Regions from separate parts of the Salmo salar genome. Here region 1 is linked to region 2. A link is a contact called in public Hi-C data. All regions are on one chromosome and are shown on one strand. The core of a region is the stretch at or near the end of the contact, and the rest is flanking DNA. Distances in the headings are between cores, read along the strand shown.

Evidence for each region. Hi-C and Micro-C count contacts between places; a contact is called where the count stands out from the background.
Region 1: a contact with region 2 is called in a Hi-C map of gill, with 2.8 times the contacts expected there. The contact joins the promoter of LOC106582677 here to the promoter of LOC106582601 in region 2. A contact is called at or near these places in 2 of 3 Hi-C or Micro-C datasets (blood and gill).

What each region holds. Positions count from the first base shown.
Region 1 is chrssa02:38,517,367-38,522,733 of Ssal_v3.1, forward strand. LOC106582677 (electron transfer flavoprotein subunit beta) reads right to left here and starts at 2,955. Exons shown (of 7, transcript XM_014165976.2): 1 at 2,794-2,955; 2 at 1,434-1,592; 3 at 863-1,021; 4 at 689-751; 5 at 69-227. The coding sequence starts at 2,844.
Region 2 is chrssa02:38,369,733-38,375,120 of Ssal_v3.1, forward strand. LOC106582601 (pleckstrin homology-like domain family B member 3) reads right to left here and starts at 2,579. Exons shown (of 15, transcript XM_014165836.2): 1 at 1,943-2,579.

The sequences.
Region 1 (5,367 bases), core at 1,705-4,204, 150 kb after region 2:
TGTGTGTGTGTGTGTGTGTGTGTGTGTGTGTGTACACTTTGTGAGGAAATGTACATTGTGTGTATTACCATGATGTTGGGCAGGGTGGCGTATCTGGGTGTGTTGAGTCGAAGGTCTGCTGTGAGGACGGCTGGCATGCTGATTTTGATGGTCTCTAGACCACCATCGATTTCCCTCACCACCTTCACCTTTTCCCCATCGATGGTCACCTCAGAGGCAAATGTGCCCTGCAAGAATGGGAGGTCCTACATTTAGAAGATGTCATAATCCACATTGAGATCAAATATTATCTGAAATTATCAAGTTAACTTAAACGGAAAGAAGGCTTTGTTTTTGTTACCTGACAATTGTAAAACCGTTGTAGGCCACGAGGCAATCCAAGTGTGACATCTGGTGGTTTAACCATGTAAATACACCCTAATTTTGCCCTTTATTTGGCCTTCGGTCTACTTTTCAGTGCAGACCATGTTGACTGTAGTGACATAATCTAAGGCCTGCTAGTTCAGCTCTTCCCTTCACCTGACATTAAGTCGATATGCTAATGCTTATAAAGACCATGAGTAAAGGTCCTGGTCTGCAATGGTATCCAAGTCAGCAGTTAACAGTAAACAAGGCCTCTATGCTCTGAGATCAGTTTAGTAATTCCTGCTGAGAAAAAGGGTTACAACAAGAAGAAACCACTACTGACCTGTGGCCAGTCTAACAAGGCTGCTGTCATCTGACCCGTCTGGTTACAGTCATCGTCAATGGCCTGTCAAAAAATACCAACACAATCAGTGAGCATTACATGAGATGATGAGGTTCGATTTCAAAGTCAACTGGCATTGGTGTGGCAGTGGTACAATCTATTACATCGGATGACCTGTTTGCCCAGGATGACGAGTGAGGCCTCCTCCTTCTTGGCCAGGGCAGCAAAGATTTTGGAGATCTGCAGGGGTCCCATGGCCTCGTAGTCTTTTCCTGAGACCTCCACGTGGATGCCGCGGTCACACCCCATGGCCAGTGCAGTACGGATGGTCTCCTACACACACACACACACACACACACAATACAAACGCTTGAGCGGTAGGGTTCTCAAAATTATATAAGAACACCACCTGAGAACAATGACAGAATAATACAATCATTAGCACAGTCAAGTTGGAGGTGACCAACTGCAGAATCCTTCTTACAATAGAATGAAAACATACTCATGACAGCTATCCTAATGAAAAAACATGATCCAAAGCTTCCCTCCAAATGTCAGCTATTGAAGGCCTGTTAAGGATGTAGCCTAATGCTACAGAACGTTCGGATAGAAACGTAAAGATAGAAATGAATTGAGTAGAACTGATATGTATAATGTCATGTAGAATAAGGAAAATGTTTTGCATCGTTGAATCCGCCCGTCTTCAAAATGACATCGCCAGGCCAGAGCACCACGTCACTCTTACCGTTACTTGCGCGGGCCCACAGCTGACGGCCACCACCTCTTTGATGAACTTTTTCTCCTTGAGTTTGACGGCCTCCTCCACAGCGATCTCACAGAAGGGGTTCATTGAGTGCTTGACGCCATCTGTCACCACCCCGCTGTGATCGGGCTTCACGCGGATCTAAGGGAGAAGGCAGGGAAGTCTTCATTAGGCACCAAACAGGAAAAAACTGACTGAAAAACGGTGGGACTACCTGAACTCCAATAAGAATGCTAATTCAGTTTCATAGAGCGTTGCCCTACTGAACATAAGTGACTACTGGATAGTCACTCAGAAGGGTCAGAGAGAGACAGACAAAGACAGAGGCTGGAGACATGAAGTCAATGTGCCAGAGTTGAGTGTGGGGACACTGTGCAGTCTGGGCACTTGGAAATAGTTGCTGTGGGCCCAATGTAGGTGTGCTCTGAGCTTTCCAATTGAATTTGTGAGGCAGTCAAACCAATTCTGGAACACTTTTGAAAGCCTACCACTAACCCAATAGTATTGAACAAGCCATTGTAAATAAACCTTTTAAAACGCCAAAATTCTGTCAATAAGTCCATCCCATATACATGAGTCACCTCATAATACATGACTGGCAAAGACTGTGTGTGTGTGTGTCTCTCTCATACACACACACACCTCCCTGCCTCTGTCTGATGAGTTGGGGCAGCATATGGGACGGGGAAGGGTACAAACATAGCTTAACTGAGTGCATCGAGAGACGGCCACACAGATCTAGTTGGGTGCAGCTGAAGCAAGAGTGCTCAGACTGTAGTATGAAATAACTGGTAATAGATATGGTGCTAGGGTTCCTTTACAACAACAAAACATATATTACCTTGGAACTATCTGATAGGGGTGGCTTGGATAGTGATAGCCTACTATCTAACTGTTTTGATGCTGTGACACCTAGTTGATTATATGTTTTTAAATCATTGTGATGAAGCCTGAATGAGGATTATACATGTAGCTTAACATGTGCAATAAAATCAGCAGCAATACATTGTAACAACACAGTGACAATGTATTGTTAGCTTTCTTTTTTAATTTTGACAGTCATTTATCGTTTTACCAATTCTAGAAGTAGCACGCTAGACAAATTAACCTTAACTGTTACCTAGATAACCCTGTAATGACCTTGGTATTTTCCTTGCAGTTATGGTTGTTAGTTGAAGACTTGACATTCAAACAATGGACGCTAGCTTGCTAAACTAACCCTTCATCCATCCACCTAACGTTAGCTAGTGGTTAGCTAGCTGCCATAGGAAGTCTCGAATGGAAATTCTGCAGGTGAAATGTTGAATTGCTTTTAAATACAAGACAGTGGGGAAGTAGCTACCTTGACAGCATAGTCAATTACACGTTTAACTCCAACAAGAACCCGCGACATTGTTAGCGATTCTTCGGTTCAGCAATGTACAGTAGCTAGCTACCCAGTCACCACAAAGAGCTTTCACCCAAGAGGCAGCAGACAGTATTCTGCTAGCAGCACAAATGATAACGTCACTTCGGTATGGTAATTATAAAACCTTTAAAATAAAAGCACGTATTTCAAAACGTTGCAATGTGAATAACTCATTCAAAACAGATTGAATTGTAATCAATAGCCACTTCTATTGTGACAACAAGAAAATGCAATGAGTAATTTATGAAAACATATCCCAAATATGTTTTAAAATTATTTATATTTAGACCAATAATGAACAAAAGGCAACATTGACACTGGTATGTGTCCCTCCCCAATAGCCCCCAATGCAAGACACTGTAATAGACTGTACATGGGTTACATATTGGCTCATAGATACATTTTCTACCTGTTTCAGGTAAAGTGGGGTGGGAAATACTCAGTAGGGTCTCTACTAAGCAAATATTATGGTTTGTTTTGGAGTTGGACTGTGTTGAACATACCCAGCAGGACTTCATTCTCAGCCAGCAACAATCGCCCTGAAAAACCACACATGTTTGGTTAGTAGAGACCCTACTGAGTATTTCCCACCCCACTTTAGTTGAGACAGGCAGACAAGTTTTCTCTCTACAAGCCAATAAGTATCCCATATACCGTGTATTGCTTTGCAGTGAAATGAGTGGGTGGAGTAAGGAGTCACCAGTACTCTGTATTAAACCAGTTGCCCAGCACAAGACCAATTAAAGTTTTGCGGACTCTATTGAGGATTTCCAATAAGATATGTTTGTATTTTATTAAAAGTGTATTTCTTTAAATATATATAGCCTACACAATAGCTTTCAACATACTGGTATAAATAATCCAATATTACAAATAAAATACGTCAAATTATCAATCATTTTTTTCAGAGTGGGTTGCAATGCTGTGAAAAACAGTTGTACTGCACTAGTGTTAAAGAAAAATCGAAGTTTATTATGTCTTTGCAGGGGAACTGTTACTTTGAAAAAGAAAACCCGCGATCGTACTGCCAGCATACTATCCTGCTGCAGGAGAACGGTAACGCACGAAAGGTCGGGAAGATTTTAGAGTTATTCCATTGAAAGAAAGAAGGCGGGTCTAAACGAGACCGCCCGTGGTTGGAACCAATTAAATTATGTGAACATGAAGACTGTCAGCAAAAGTGACCTGTAACCAATCACAGAGAACAAGCTGGTGTTCCTGCTATTTCAGTTGGACACAAAGCCCAGGAAATGTGTTCCGATCTTGGGTCAACTAGGGTAAAGTTCATTGTGTAATTAAAGGAGTAGCTCATCTTTATAAACTGCTTATGTGAAGTGAAAAACAAATCTTTATGTAAAAAAAATTCAATGTATTTGCGCCGAATACAACCTTACCGTGAAATGCTTACAAGCCCCTTAACCAACAATGCTGATTTTTTAAAATTAAAGTAAGTAAGAATATATTTGCACTTTTTTTTTAAGCTAAAGTAAGAAAAAAACTAACACAATAAAATAACAATACGAGGCTATATACAGGGGGTACCGGTACCGTGTCAATGTGCAGGGGTAATTAGTCGAGGTAATTGAGGTAATATGCTACGCTACAGGACTGTTTTGCTATGTTCAGGGATTCATCCAATGGCATTGAGGAGTATACCACCTCAGTCACCGGCTTCATCAATAAGTGCATTGACGACATCATCCCCACAGTGACCTTAAGTACATATCCCAACCAGAAGCCATGGATTACAGGCAACATCTGCACCGAGCTAAAGGTTAAAGCTGCCGCTTTCAAGGAGCGGGACACTAATCCAGATGCATATAAGAAATCCCGCTATGCCCTCAGACGAACCATCAAACAGGCAAAGCATCAATACAGGACTAAGATTGAATCCTACTACACCGGCTCTGATGCTCGTCTGATGTGGCACGGCTTGCAAACTATTACGGCCTACAAAGGGAAACCCAGCCGCGAGCTGCCCAGTGACGCAAGCCTACCGGATGAGCTAAATGCGAGGCAAGCGACACTGAAGCATGGATGAGAGCACCAGTTGTACCGGACGACTGGGTGATCATGCTCTCTGTAGCCAATGTGAGCAAGACCTTTAAATAAGTCAACATTCACAAGGCCGTGGGGCCAGACGGATTACCAGGACATGTACTCAGAGCGTGCGCGGAATCACTGGCAAGTGTCTTCACTGACATTTTAACCTCTCCCTGACCGAGTCTGTAATACCTACATGTTTCAAGCAGACCACCATAGTCCCTGTGCCCAAGAAAGTGAAGGTAACCTGCCTAAATGACTACCACCCTGTAAAACTCACGTCTGTAGCCATGAAGTGCTTTGAATGCCTGGTCATGACTCACATCAACACCATCATCCCGAAAACCCTAGACGCACTCCAATTCACATACCACACCAACAGATCCACAGATGATGCAATCTCAATCGCACTCCACACTGCCCTTTCCCACCTGGACAAAAGGAACATGTATGTGAGAATGCTGT
Region 2 (5,388 bases), core at 1,329-3,828:
TGATTTAACCAGTGTACGCCCAGTAGGAAGTGACCATACCAGTCTCAGCTGTATGACCTCAGAGCCCACTTAGCAATGCTTCGGTGGTATATGGAGGGCTACAGTAGTCTATGGAGGGCTATCAGGAAGCTGTCATCACCCCACTGTGTCCTGACACATCAGGTTCCCAGGAATACCTGGTGACCAGTCTGAGCTGTATGACAGAGCCCACTGAGATAGTCCCCCTGTATACCACTATAGCCTATGGACGGCTATGGGCTGAGAGAGGAAACTGTCATTATCACACAGGGGCCTGAGCAGGAAGAGCAGGTGAGAGGAACCAGGGTCATATTCATTAGGGCACGAGCGTTTCTTATTGGATAATTCCAGGAAGTCCCTCCCCATTTCAGTCCGTATTTTTCTGTTTGGTACCTAATGAATACAACCCAGGCTGGACAGCTCTGTGTGGTGTCTGTCTGTCTGTCAGATGAGAGGTGAGATATCATGACTAACTGTCATCTAGGTGTGAGGGCAGATAGGCCTATTGTTAGACTCCTAGAATGATACTGTAGCTGGGCCAACTGGCTTCTGTTGGGGAATAAAAATTGTTTTTGTTTATAGGGGACCAAAGGGTTGAAGATTAAAATACAAGCTAGGATCATTGATTGTTAGGGAAGATGATTCGTTGTATTTCCTGTAAGTTCATTAGCAAGTAAGTTACCCTATAGGCCTAATTGTTTCTCCAATAAAGTAGATTATCACACTATGATACCACTGCATGAATAGAATAATTCATGCAAACGTGACTTGTGCATATTACAACACTGCAAAACGGACTGGAATGGTCCGAAGACACCACTAATTACACAGACTTTGAATATTTGCTAGTTCAACAACATTAGCAGAGATTCCACTGGGCTGAGCAAATCCCTCCGTTCTGAGGTCAGCGAAATAACGACCCATTAATGACAGGCTAGGTCCCAGCTATAGAGCTGTTCGTACAAGTGCAGCCAAAAAAAAGGGCGTGCGAGAAAAAGATACAAGGAGAGATTGAAGACAGAAGATAGATATGTGCTCTGGACTCCCCTGACGGCAACCCTCCCAGGCAATCTTTTCTCTCCACCTATGTCAGCGTCATCCTATACTCCCCCCTTTGTTTACACTATGCGCCGGTGGAAATGATAAACAATGATAAACAACAGATATCAGAAGAGTCGGGTAAACAAAATGTGAGTTCACATAAACTGAGGAAAACAATGCCCTGGGAAAGGAGGTTTGGGACATTAAGAAAAACATGTCTGAATGAAAACCAGATATGGTCCTCTCATCGTTTCACAGTGAAAATGACACATTGAAAAGCTATAGGCCTGGGGACATTTTCAGCCCATCTAACTACTTATGCTCAAGCGCAAAGTCCCAAATACTGGGTAATCAAATACAAGGTTGTCATAGAATCTGGATGTTGGTCATCATAAAACCAGGCATTCTGACATTTTAAAAACGAATAAACCCCCCAAAGAGTTGTTCTTTAACTTATGGTATGTACACAATTTGCATAGTTTTTTTAAAAGTAGGCTTTTTGGCTTAGTGTGAACTAATAGACTAATGATAGCTGTATTATTTAATATAGTCCATTTATATAAATGGCATAGGCCTATATTTTATTTATATAAATAGTTTAGAAAGTAGCCTACAGTAGCCTACTGGCTTTCTGTAAACATAATAGAGATTCTGTGTTCCATTTATTTACATGCTATGTCAAGTTCAAAGTGACATCATCCCTTCTCATGACACCAATGAAGTCCATTTATAAACAGACGACCACTTTCAGTAGATAATTAACACTGTAGGTAGCTACTGTGGAATAATAAGAATCCTAGTGTTATCAAATCGCGATCATTCACCAGCTACAATGTATCAAACTACAGCGACCCAGAACAGAAACAAAGAACTCATGCCTTACCTGAGAATATGTTGCTTTCTCTTCAAAAGTGTTCTTGTTGTGGGGAATGTATATTGTTGTTCTTGAATTTGAAGAAAATAGACGCTAGTAAAAACAGAGTGACTAAATAACGAAGTGATGGGTTTAGACGGGGAGCGCGCTTTCGCTTTCAATCATTTCAACTATATCCAGAGAACTTTCAGAGTTTCTGTTGGCTGTCATATCCCATCTGAAGACCTTTGGTGTCTATGTTCTCCTCTCTCTTTCTGGTTTGATTCAATCCTTTCATATCAATCCCAGTATAAATGACAGATCACAGTGAGCTGTCGTCGTCAACATGTGAAACGGAATGCATGTGAGGCGGACACACTGACAGACACAAAGTTAGTGTGAAAACGCGACTGAGCGCGTCACTGACTATACGGTTTCTGTGGTCTATTTGTGAGGGGGCTCCGCACCGAAATGAGAACTCTATTCTGGGATTTCCCGCGACGACATGACTTTGTAATGCCCTCGTTATAGGCTCGCTATAGGCTAACGCAAAAGCAGTTTGGCTTGGCACCCTGCCAACAACACACCTCGCGGGTGGTCTTGTGTCGCTGTCAAAGCCAAGGGCCATTGGAAAGCGTCAATAGCTGCCACGTAAATCTCTCCACTCTCTTTACTATATCCAATGGCCTTTATCGGCCCCTGCCCCCTTAACAGTTCTGTCTCACTGAGCTGATAGGTTATTCCCTCAGTCTTCCCCTAAACAGGGGCATGTGGACAGGGTGAGAGAGAATGCCTGCAGTCAGGGTGGGTAGTAGTGCGTGAGTGGGCAAAGAAAGAGTGAAAGGGGTAAAAGAGAGAGCAGATGGAAGGGGCAGGGTACAGACTGGGTGAAAGAACAGCTGCGGACTTGAAAAAAAGCACAACAATGTCAAAGAATAGGTATTTTTTCCCACAGGCGAAACTGTGCCAATTGTTTTTGTCTGTGTATGTTTTTGCTTATGTAAAAAAAGGTTTAAAATAAAACAATAAAACATAGCTTAGGTGTGATGGCAACACTGGTTACACCCTGTGCATTTCAAAACAATGAATGCAGGCGTGTCTGTCAGTAGGTAGATGAGAGAAGAGTTGCCTAATGCGGATGTTCTGTTTGTCTCCAGCGGTGACCGACAGCTGGCAGATGAAGTGGTGTGAACATGTATGTGACAACAACACAATGTAATCTTTTCTTCAGACTTCTAGTTCTTTTTTTCACTTTGAATACATCATCTCTATTTCCATCCAAAGGTTACATTAGAAACCAAAAATGTCAGTCATTTCACACATGGGTGTGCCAGGTGTCTTTCAATGCAATCCAAACTAGAGGTCGGACGATTATGCTTTTTCAACGCCGATACCGATAGCGATTATTGGAGGACCAAAAAAGCCGATACCGATTAATCGGACTATTTAAAAAAAAAAATTGTAATAATGACAATTACAACAATACTCAATGAACACTTATTTTAACTTAATATAATACATCAATAAAATCAATTTAGCCTCAAATAAATAATGAAACATGTTCAATTTGGTTTAAATAATGCAAAAACAAAGTGTTGGAGAAGAAAGTAAAAGTGCAATATGTGCCATGTAAGAAAGCTAACGTTTAAGTTCCTTGCTCAGAACATGAGAACATATGAAAGCTGGTGGTTCCTTTTAACATGAGTCTTCAATATTCCCAGCTAAGACGTTTTAAGTTGTAGTTATTATAGGAATTATAGGACTATTTCTCTCTGTACCATTTGTATTTCATATACCTTTGACTATTGGATGTTCTTATAGGCACTTTAGTATTGCCAGTGTAACAGTATAGCTTCCGTCCCTCTCCTCGCTCCTACCTGGGCTCGAACCAGGAACACATCGACAACAGCCACCCTCGAAGCAGCGTTACCCATGTAGAGGAAGGGGAACAACTACTCCAAGTCTCAGAGCGAGTGACGTTTGAAACTCTATTAACGCGCACCCCGCTAACTAGCTAGCCATTTCACATGGGTTACACCAGCCTCATCTTGGGGGTTGATAGGCTTGAAGTCATAAACAGCGCAATGCTTGAAGCACAGCGAAGAGCTGCTGGCAAAACGCACGAAAGTGCTGTTTGAATGAATGCTTACAAGCCTGCTGGTGCCTACCATCGCTCAGACTGCTCTATCAAATCATTCACTTAACTATAACATAATAACACACAGAAATACGAGCCTTGGGTCATTAATATGGTCGAATCCGGAAACTATCACGTTTATTCTTTCAGTGAAATACGGAACCGTTGCGTATTTTATCTAACGGGTGGCATCCATAAGTCTAAATGTTCCTGTTACATTGCACAACCTTCAATGTTATGTCATAATTATGTAAAATTCTGGCAAATTAGTTCGCAACGAGCCAGGCAGCCCAAACTGTTGCATATACCCTGACTCTGCGTGCAATGAACGCAAGAGAAGTGACACAATTTCCCCTGGTTAATATTGCCTGCTAACCTGGATTTCTTTTAGCTAAATATGCAGGTTTAAAATATATACTTCTGTGTATTGATTTTAAGAAAGGCATTGATGTTTATGGTTAGGTACAGTCGTGCAACGATTGTGCTTTTTTCGCAAATGCGCTTTTGTTAAATCATCCCCCGTTTGGCGAAGTTGGCTGTCTTTGTTAGGAAGAAACAGTCTTCACAGTTTGCAACGAGCCAGGCGGCCCAAACTGCTGCATATACCCTGACTCTGTTGCAAGAGAAGTGACACACATTCCCTAGTTAAAATAAATTAATGTTCGCAGGCAATATTAACTAAATATGCAGGTTTAAAAATATATACTTGTGTATTGACTTTAAGAAAGGCATTGAGGTTTATGGTTTGGTACACGTTGCTCTGAGGTTTATGGTTTGGTACACGTTGGAGCAACGTGTACCTAAGTGATTATATGCAACACAGGACAGGCTAGATAAACTAGTAATATCATCAACCATGTGTAGTTAACTAGTGATTATGATTGATAGTTTTTTTATAAGATAAGTTTAATGCTAGCTAGCAACTTACCTTGGCTTCTTACTGCATTCGCGTAACAGGCAGGCTCCTCATGGAGTGCAATGTAAAGCAGGTGGTTAGAGCGTTGGACTAGTTAACCGTAAGGTTGCAAGATTGAATCCCTGAGCTGACAAGATAAAAATCTGTCGTTCTGCCGCTGAACAAGGCAGTTAACCCACCGTTCCTAGGCCGTCATTGAAAATAAGAATGTGTTCTTAACTGACTTGCCTAGTTAAATAAAGGGGTAAAAAAATATTGTAAAAAAATAAATACATAAAATAAAATAAAAATTGTCCAAATCGGCATCCAAAAATACCTATTGCCGATTGTTATGAAAACTTGAAATCGGCCCTAATTAAATCGGCCATTCCGATTAATCGGTCGACCTCTAATCCAAACCAAGCTGTCACTTTTGTCACAGCA